Regions from separate parts of the Mus musculus genome. Here region 2 is linked to region 1. Evidence: chromatin contacts called from public HiChIP or PLAC-seq data. All regions are on one chromosome and are shown on one strand. Each heading gives the region's core, a stretch centred on a gene start, on an enhancer-like site or on the middle of the called end of the contact. The rest is flanking DNA. Distances are from core to core; before and after follow the strand shown. Region 1 has its middle 25 kb from the start of Gm33029. Region 2 overlaps Sox1ot (Sox1 overlapping transcript).

What was found. HiChIP or PLAC-seq counts read pairs in DNA pulled down with a chosen protein or histone mark.
Region 2: an H3K4me3 HiChIP or PLAC-seq map of embryonic forebrain shows a contact between it and region 1, with 2.9 times the contacts expected there. The contact joins two enhancer-like sites. A contact is called at or near these places in 4 of 115 datasets of contacts at active chromatin or transcription factors (embryonic basal ganglia, embryonic forebrain, embryonic midbrain and 1 more).

What each region holds. Positions count from the first base shown.
Region 1 is chr8:12,212,106-12,217,215 of GRCm38.p6, forward strand. No RefSeq gene overlaps it. Among named protein-coding and RNA genes, the nearest start is that of Gm33029, 25 kb to the right of the region's middle. Within about 2 kb of position 2,341, at least 18 of the 459 cell types and tissues checked have an H3K27ac peak or open chromatin away from gene starts, as enhancers often do. A contact at or near this core is called in embryonic basal ganglia, embryonic forebrain and forebrain, where this site is marked.
Region 2 is chr8:12,399,773-12,404,604 of GRCm38.p6, forward strand. The region is part of intron 1 of Sox1ot (Sox1 overlapping transcript); the gene reads left to right. Among named protein-coding and RNA genes, the nearest start is that of Sox1, 6.7 kb to the left of the region's middle. Within about 2 kb of position 1,544, at least 67 of the 459 cell types and tissues checked have an H3K27ac peak or open chromatin away from gene starts, as enhancers often do. A contact at or near this core is called in embryonic basal ganglia, embryonic forebrain and forebrain, where this site is marked.

The DNA of each region.
Region 1 (5,110 bases), core at 1,091-3,590:
CCCTGCATGTTTTCTGATTCAGTCCCATAATTGGGTGAATTTCGCCTTGGGCAGGGAAGCTGATTTTAGTTACTCTCGAGGGAAGTTTAGAGGCAAGAGCTCTCTAGGGCCGTACTGGGAAGTGGTAGGTTCCCTTCCTAGAACATGGCAAGGTTCTGCCTGGATTTTTCCTTCTGACCCTGGAATGTTGGTGTCAGTGATACCCAGTGGAAGGTGGCACCTTCAGAAGGGGTGTGAGGAGTTTCCTCGGGCTTTGAGGTTACTGCTTCATGGGAAAGGGCGTCCCTGCCATCTGGGATGTGGTGTGGTCTTCAATGGGGCTGTGCTCAGCTTCAGAGGAGATTCTACCAGAGACATTTTGGACATCTGAGAACAGCATGGACATCAAGGGGCAAGGCAAGATTAGTACCTGCATGATATGAGCCTCCAGGGAGCAAGTGACAAGGAGAGGGTCGGTCACAGGAAGCCACGTCAAGCCCATGGGTAGGGCTGTCTCATGAAACATAGGTATACATATTGTAGACATGGTGTCAGCCAAGACTTTGCCATAAAGATTCCCCAAGGAAAAAAAGTAACCAAAGCAACCAGGGCCAAGATGCTCACTACAGACTGTGGCCAGGCCAGCTTTGTGGTTACAGCTGCTCTGTGGAAAAAGGACAGCTCAAGTCACACACAGACAAGGTCTCTGTGACCAGAAAGCAAGAGAGGTGGCTATTGCTTTGGCGGGCGGAATGAAGGAGTGTGCACATGTTCATTAGAGCGGTGGCATGCACGTATGTGCTGCTATCTGGGGTCCAGCTCACCACATTGTCCTTAGGGAGCCTGGGCTCAGAGTGCAGAAGGTCTAGGCGCAAGCGCCTGTCACTCACCACGATTAAGCTGGAAGTGGGATCTTCTAAGAGGAGGAATTAGAGCTGCCTCTGCTCTGAGCGCTGAGGTGATCGGAGATGATGGAGTGTGTGGGATGACCTCTGTCCCCTATGTGATGGTCACCTCCCACACCTCTGCATGTATTTGTTTGTTTGTTTTAAGAATTATTTGTGTGTATGTATGTGTGTTTGTGTGTGTTACATACACTTGTTTTGAGTTCTCCCAGGAAGACCAGAGGCATCAAATCCCCTGGAGCTGAAGTTACAGGAGGTTGAGACCTGTGCTGGGAACCAAAATCAGGTCCTGCGCAAGAGAAGTTCAGGGTTTTACCCACTGAGCAACCCGTCTCTCTAGCACCCCTCCCTTCCCAATCTGGTTGTAACAATGTAGCTTTTGTTCTGCGGCTCTTCTGAACTACGGAGGGGACCCTGTTGAGGAATCCCCGTTCACAGACAGGCTGTGGACATTGAAATCCTTCCCTCCTCTCAGGCTCAGGGCTCACATCCACAGCCCAAATCTGAACTGTTTCTTCAACTCTGGTCCTTCAGGGGCGGGGCAGCATCCATCTTTTCTGGTCTCCCATAACACAGGCTAGCAGTGGAGCGGGTCAGCAGTGGTCCTGTGAGCAAACTTATCCCCTACCCTAGTGGTACTTGGGGTGAGGGATGCGGAAGTTCTCAGGACCACTGACAGGGGAGTCCTTCCCATACTTCAGTAGATCCAGCTGGTCCTGTGGTTTTCCAGCACCACCTCAGTTATCCAGAATTGCTCAGGCAACAGCTACATAGTTTAAACCAGTGTCAGCGGAGGGAGACTGGAGCAGTGGTTCAGCCGCTTTGAAAAGTCATTTCTGTAAGATTCCAGGATTGTCGCAAAGAGACCCTCCCTTCCAGAAGCAGTCCAGTGCTCCATGGTTACTCTGGGCAACACAACTGTCTGACCCTTGGTCGCTTGCCCTCTGGATGGGAGCTAGTAGCATGGATGGTGTGGGTGGGTAGACCCTTGCTCCACCTATCCCTTGCTCGTCCTAAGTGCTGTGAACATGGGCTGTGCATTCCACTCTGACTCCAGGAAGCATCCCTTCACTCTGCTCTTTTCTGTTGAAGTGTGACACTCAAATTTGAGGTGGGAGCAGAGATCAACAGCCCCTGTCAGCCGCTGTCAACCCAGGTGTGACAGTGCCGTCTTCCTAAATTGCTGCTAATCTTCCGGAGCCCCCCTCTCCCCGCACCCTCCATCTCCATGTTTGCTCACATCCCGTTAACACTTGAAATTTCGTTAACACTTGAAATTTCCCCTCCGAGGTGTCACCGTTTGCCATTTAGTGAGCAAGCGAGCGGGAAGAACGGGGAGAGGAGCCCGAGCCCCGGATTTGGGGAACTGGAAAAAAGCTGATTAGCTATTCAGGGAGGATAATCTTATTGAGAGAGCAGGAGCTGTATAAAGAATGCCTCTCCCTTCCCAGTAACAATCTTCTAATTATGTTGTCAGGCTCGCTGTTCAGTTCTCCCCCGTGACGCCAAGAGACCCGCTTCTATGTTAAGAAAGAGATTTCCTCTCTCTGATGCTGTTTGCCGATTTTTTTCTCCTCTTATTATTATTGTTTAAAGACTCTGTGTGTATTAAAGCAAACATTAAAACATGATTCATGCACAATGTAATCAGGACTGAGGGGGCACTTGGGCCTCCATGGAAGTGGGAAAGAAGGGGTGCCCCGAGGGGTGCTCAGGAGCCCAGGAGTTAAGTGGGTGTGTGTGTGTGTGTGTGTGGAGATTTTACGATTTTAGGCAGGCATGCAGCTTTTGCGTGGCAGGGGAATACGGTAGCAAGGGGATGCAGGTCAGGAGGGGAGGTGGGAAGCTGCCACAGTACAGACGTCACCAGCTCATTGGTTCTTTTCGCTGTGCGTTATGCTCTCCCACACCCTACTCTGATTAAAGGGGAAGAAGCTCAGGCTGTCAGGTCCGAGATCTGACGCTCCCACTCCCACCTCTGGCAGAAGCATGTTAGAGGGCAGGAAGACCGTGAGTAGAACAGGAAGAAAAGACTTCAGAGTCTGTCTTTATAGCTCAGGTGAACAGTGAGTTTAATTAGGCCCGAACACAGGAGCACAGACAACTTGAAAGCATCCGTATCCCAAAGGAAAATGTCTCAGTAACTAGTACCTGCTTTTGTATCCCTGGGGCAGGGCCTCATGCTTACTCCTCCCCATGGGGGAACGTTAGTATCCCTGGTCTTATACAAGTCTACTGCAGCCATTTGTGTTGCTGAGAGTTTAAGGGGGCCATTCCACACCAGCCTTCTACAGCAGTCTGAGCCAGCACAGCTCCTCGTACTTGTGACACTGACTGGGGTGGGGGTGGGGTGGCATAGAACATTCTGGAACTATCATGGAAGAAACAGAGGTGGCCTGGATGTACAGAAAGTGTGTGCATCCTCCAGATATCTGTACTTCTCCAGATAACTGGCGTTAGGGAGAGAGGCCTGCAGGCCCTGCCCTCAAAGCCGAAAAGGAGGTATGGTCTGAGAACCACAGAGGCAAAATGGCTTCGTCTTCCTGCCAGGTGGGGTGAGAGGAGTCAGGACAGCAGACAAGTCTACCCTGTGAGTTGTGTAGCCCCCTGCTTCTGTCAGGCAGGTACGTGGTCCCCAGTTCAGTCTGGTCCTCAGCTAATTCCCAGAGCCACTGTCCACCGAAGGCTGTAGAAGACATAAAGGAAATAAGTATGAGCAAATGTACTCTTTGTTCTAAGAAGTAAGATGGCTTCACAGGAAGGTTCTGGATGGGCAGTTAGTACCCACAAGTACTGAGGTGGCCCTTTGCACCTGGGAGGGGACAAGCCAGTGTCTCTCACCACAGAGAAGTATAGAGCTACACTAAGGGGTTATAAGGCTACCAGGCATGTCTGACTTTTTGCCATTGATGCAAGCCATTGTCATTTACATTGGGTTAGATTATAGTTTTGAATTGGGACACATTGCTAACTGTCCTGGGCCTGCCTCCTGCAGCTGCACGGCTGCATACTGGGCACACTTGGTCAAGAGCAGGAGCCCAGAGCACTCTATGAGTGATGTACTTCCTCTAGTGAGCTGGCTCAGGGTCTGGAAGATCTTCCTGGTGCTTATTTTCTCCTAACCTTCTCTGTGTTTTCTTTTGAATGACCAATTCATGCACGGGTTTCAGTAGACCAAATATAGCAACCCCCCTGAAAATCAGGGCTCTGCCCTTCTGATTGCCAGTCTCAGCCTTTCCTCCTGTTTTCTCATCTTGGACTAGACTGAAAGCTTCGCGTGAGCTCAGCCCACCCGGAACTCCAGGCTGTGGAGGAAGACCTCACCTGGGGACAGCCTTTGTCTGATTTCCTGGATGAGCCTTGGGCTTCTTTTGGGGTCTCTTCCTTCATTAACTTTCGGAACTTTGTGTTCTGCCCGGTGCCACCGTGAGTCCCTTTGAACACACATATTTCTCACATGTATCAGTAGAGTAAAAGTACTAATTTCCCAGAGTATTTCTAGGTCAAGATTACGTGCATTTATAGTTGTAAAGGTTTCGCTGACACACACCGGTTATGTATTTATGGGGTATAATGTGATTCAACACACGGGCACGTCATTAACGAGCGCAGCACCGTGATCCCCGGAGCCTTTGATGCCTCTGTCTAGCCTTCAAGCTCTTCTCCAGTTCTTTATAAAATAGTATCTTGTGACCTCAAACCACCCTGCTGTGCGAGTGTATGAGAACCCAGTCCTTCCAGGTGACTGTTAGGGCTCCTGTCACCCAGGCCCCAGGGACTGGCCACGTTTTCTCTGCAGATCTGTGACAGAGACCCCATGATATGCAGTCTCCTCACTCCCCCCAGCTCCCACTAGCTCAGTCAGACTCACAACTCTTTCCCTGCTGAGCTGAGGGAGCAGGGGTGTGTCAATTCGGGTAAGATTTGCAGTTCTTTTTGTGCATTGGGAGTTTCTGCGAGAGCCGCAACAACGAATGTCTCCCAGCATCCCTTGGGGACTTCTCTTGGATGGCTGGTCTTGTGCTCATGGATCTGTAGGTCCTTATCTGCTAGATGAATTGGCGCTCCCCAGTATGAATTCAAATATTTTGATCCAGTTAGTCATTTGTCTTCTCTCTTTGTTCCTGCTTCTTCTTGCAATTCAAAACTTTTCTATTTTTTTTTTTTTTTTAATGTAAGGTTAGGCAAAGATTTCTTGAGTATGACACAGATAGTGTGGTCCATAA
Region 2 (4,832 bases), core at 294-2,793, 190 kb after region 1:
TATTTAGGGAGAATCAAAGGTGGCCACACTCACCTCTGTTTTGCCTGGGCTTCTGGAGTTCCTGGTGTGCCTTGGCTGGGGGCAACTAAACCAGGGCTCAGTGCATAGGAGTTATGGCCACTTTAAGTGAAGCACCCCACATAAAGTTAGTCATCTTGTTAGTATCAGACAGCTCAGCCCCCACCCCCACCCCAAGACTTTCAGAGGTTTGTGCTCCCTACTTGAGCTCTACCCAGTGAACAAGAACTCTTTGTGCCAGGCTTTCAAGCCACCTTCCTTTGGGTTCTACTGATGTGAAAGACAAGGAGAAATTCTCTAATGACTTAATTTGAAAACAATACAGAGGGGGGGGGGCTTCTCTCAAGATCGAGGCCAGATCCAGACAGACAAACTTTCTCCATTTTAAATAAATGGAGAGAATTTTCTCCTAGGTCTTACTTAGAGCCCAACTCAAGGGTAGTTTCAGTACCTTACCGAGCCATGCACATTTTTATTCAAGTGAGGGTTTTTTGTTGTTGTTGTTTTTGTTTTTTTTTTTTATGGCTATGATTACCAGATAACTCACTTCCAAAGTTCGGGCGGTGTTTCCTTCTATTAGTGCGATCTTGTTTAAAACTCTGTGTGGAGAATGGGGCAGGATCTTTGCGAAGCGTGGATAAAGTTTGCATAACTTCGTGTAGGGCGCCTGGGTGGCTTCTAACCCACGGGTAAACTGAGCGGGATGGTTTGCCTGGTGGTCGCCCCCCCTCCGCCCCCTTGCCCCTCTCCCTCCCTCTCTCCTATTCCCCTTTCTTTGCTCACTTAAAAAAAAAAAACTCACTGGCCCCTTTTTATTGTTGCCACTGAGACTTTGACACCCTCCCTCAAACGCACTAGTAGGCAGATGAAACGAATTAATTTTTTTAAAGGAGTTGCGGGCGCAGCGCGCCTGATCTGCAGATGTGTCGGGATGTGACTGATAGGTCTATTAAAATCATGCGTGTGGGAGAAGAATAACACTCATATTCACGCATTTCATTTTCCCCGACAAAGACTGGGCACTGCCGAGCTCTGTCTCCGGAAAATTCCAGTTTATTCCAGAAGCCCTCCCCAGCACTCATGTTCTGGGGACGCAGGAAAGCAAGCTCTGTCCAGCCCGGGTTCAGCACTGCTGGCTCGGGGCCCCTGAGCTCTTGTGGTCACGCCCTCTCCCCAACCCAGCTTCCGCAGCGGGTGTCCGGGAGCCCCGCGGTGGAATCTAACCGTAGGTTAGAGTCCTGGGAAAGTTCAGGAGGAGAGCAGACTTGGCCTTGGCGCAGCACTTGGCGGGATTGAGAGGGCGGACGGATAAGGAAGAGAGAGGCGCAGCGCGGGCCCCCGGGGCGAGAATGCCAGAGTCCCTCTGTGCGGGGTGGCGGGTGGCGGGTGGACTGGTCCAGGCTCCTGCAGCGCAGCTCAAGCCTGCCTCCCCAGCTCGAAGCTGGGAAGCCTCACCACCCCTCCTTCTCTTCTCAGCCCTCCTCTTCCCCCCTCCCGCCCGGCCCTTCCTCTCCAGCTGTGCCTGGCAGGACCCAGCTTCACCCGCCCCCAGAACCAGCGGGGCAGTGCGGCGGCGGACAGCATCCTCCGTCCCAGGCATTGAGGCCAGGACCTCTGGGGGAGCGGGCCGGCCTCCAGTGGATCTTCCACGCTGCCTCCTGAGTTCCAAGTCACCCGTGCTTCTGTGGTTCTGCTGTCCGCTGAGACCCGCACCTTGCTCTGCTCTCATGTCCCTCTCACCACTTTCCTGTCCACCAAGTCTTCTCATCCCTGCCCTTCCCCTAGCCTCCGGTCTGCAGCCTCTGCTCTTGCTTGGCTTTTCCACCACGCGCTGCCAAGCCCTCCCTTTGTCTTGGTATTCGGTCCGCTTCCCGCCTCCTCAGCCCCTCTCTTCCCCAGCCGCCCCATCGTAGGCACAGGTTCAGGGCGATCGGTGCTTTCTTCCAGCTTGTCTGTCCTTGCGGGGGTGGCAAGTAAGGGCTTGGCGTCCACCGTACTCATGCCCACGCTTGCCCGAAGGCCGTTGGGGAATTAAGAAAAGAGCGGTGTGTGTTAAAGACTGCAGGGTTATGGCGGAGAAAGTCCTGACCTGGGGTCAGCCTCAAGCCAAACCCTTTTACAATCAGTCGGGAAACCAAGCAGGTCCCAGGCGGGACCGCAACAAGTGGGCGCAGAGAGGGGGAGGGGAAGCAGGGTTTCCAGGCAAGCAAAGACAAGGAAAAGACAGAGTGGCAAGCAGCTCCAGGCAGAACTGGGTTCTGGGCAACAGCGGACACAGGCTGCGTCTAGGCCTGGACAGTGACTAGCTACCTTCAAAGGTTTCGTTCTCAGGGAACCGTCTGCACTGGCTAAGTCTAGGGTGCCTCCTGGGTACTATTCCTTGGGATTCGAGTCTAAAGAGAAAGCTGCACGGGCCTCTACCCAAGAGGTCCCGTTTATTTGAGTAGCAATACATAAATAAATAAAAATAAGGGCAAGTTCTTGGAAGCTGGACTCAGTGGTCCTCTCGTAACCCCTGCATTATTTTAGACTCAGTACAGCCATCCGTGTCTTTGCAAGCTGTAGATGAGATGGTATTGAAAGGACAGTGTCTTTGCAAGCTATAGATGAGATGGTATTGAACGGAAGGCATTACTAAGACAGTTTAGTCGCCAGACTTGGTTGAGTGAAATACTAAAGGGCAAAATTTACTATTTATTCACGTTGATGGAGACCAGGAACGTGGAGGGAGGCCTGAGGACAGGGAAATAGGTTTGTCCTCCTTAGCGCCCCATTGGGAATTCCTACTGAGATGATATCGGTTAACTGATAATGTTTGACAAATGTGGAAAATATAAAAGCCCAAGGAAGTAATATACACGCACAGACAAAGAGCCTATGTTTGGGTAGGACAAATAAAAAACACAAAATTGCCAAATCTTCTAAATTCTCACCTGCACATGAACAGACTCCACCAGCAGGGACAGGACAGAGCCAGTTTTCAGCGTTTCTTTGTTTTTGTTTTAAATAACAAACTCGCACATCCCTGCACAGTGGGCGCACCCTGTGGACTCACACACTTAGGTAGAAAGTAGGCTGTGAGTTCGAAGTTCAAAGTGGAAGAGCAGAATGCTGCAGAAGCAAATGCTAAGTGACCTTCTGGGGAAATTTGCCTGTGTCAGAGACGGTGGCCTTAGAGTCTTCCTGAATGCCCTGCGGATTTCTCGTGAGGATTTAATTGCCCTCGGCCACTTCAGAACAGCCTTGTGGGTACATTAAAGACTCTGTTTGTGGAGAACAGCAGGTCACCACACGCAAAGCCTTGGAATAGTCAGCCAGTCAAATCAGTGGAAAAAATCAGCTTTTGTTAGATTTTGCAGTTTCGGGAATTAGGCATTCACTGCAGAGCTGCAGTTGTGAGAAATTGCAATGTCAGGCGCGTTCCCAGTGGGGAAATATTGTGAGTGTGGAGGAACGTAAGATTGGGCCTGACAATGGGGAAACTGACAAGAGCCATCACCCAGACAGTGTTTTCTCTCCCAGCACCCCGGAAATGCTAAGAAGGGATGCTACTTGGCAGAGGTGGTACTCCAGTCAGGTCTGCAAGCTGAGTGAAAAGAGGCACACACAGTGCAAGACCTGACCCCAGTTTCACACAGGCAAAAATTCCCTGTAGATTTAAAAAAAAAAAAAGCCACCTAAGTGTCAGCATCTGGATCGTCTAAGAAAGAAAAAAGAAATTAAAGAGACCAGTGTCTTGCTTCTAAGTGGCAGAAGTGGGGACATCCAGGTGAGCTGAGCATATTTAACCAATGAGCAAACTGAGCAGATTCAGGCTTTAATAAGCTAAACCTCTCAGTCACTAAGTGGAGGGCTCGTGCCTCTCTGTTGGGTGAAGGAGCTGGACCCCAGGCCTTTGTTTCCACACAGAACTGAAGGGAGAAGATGACTAAGACATCTGCTTTCCGGACTTGACAAAATAGAGCTTTCTCAATTTAGGATCTGTCGTTCAGAAGTGAGGCCAAAACCACCAAACATGGGGTTCCTTGGGACACGCCCTGCAGAGCCCAGCAAGCAGAAGGTCTCCACGAATGGTCAGGTATAAAGGTAACACACAGCCTTGAATTCAGTGACCTGTGGAACCAGGATTTTAGGAGGAAGGTGTTGCAGAGGGGGGAATGCCATGATCCACCGTGTATAGGAATTCTCAGAGAGCTGTCACATCCCTGTTTGCTCGGCAGATGTCCTGTGTCATGGCTGGACTGTTACCAGGTGCCCATAAGTTTCAGATCAACTGGACAAGGCTCACTGTCTCCTGGGTGAGACACGTGTCACTCAGAAGAAATGACATGCAGTCAATTGCCTTCCAGAGCACAGGCCACAGGCATCCGGCCTGGCCTGGGGGAGACAGGGGTGCCTTCCAGAGCACATGAAGCCACATGTCCTGGTCCTCCCTGTGTGGAAGGTTCCCTGGGTGGCTTGCACAGTGCTGAACTGTGATTGGTGGTAGTGGCGATGTGACTTTAAAGAGAGCCTTTGTTAAGTTGGCTTTGGACTGGACTTGTGGTACTAGACACAGACTTGGAGCTTTGCAAGAGCAGCGACTTCTTACCCTTATCCCTCTGACCAGGACCCAGACAGGCTGACCAGCGGGACTGCAAGAACCTGCTCTGTTTTAGGTAGGCACAGTAAGGAAGATGCTGGACGCTGGCCCTGGAAGACACTTGGAAGGAAGGCCTGTATTTCAGACAGTGTGTGTGTGTGTGTGTGTGTGTGTGTGTGTGTGTGTGTGTGTGTGTGTGTGTGAAGTGAGCAGCTATCATAATTATTGAAAT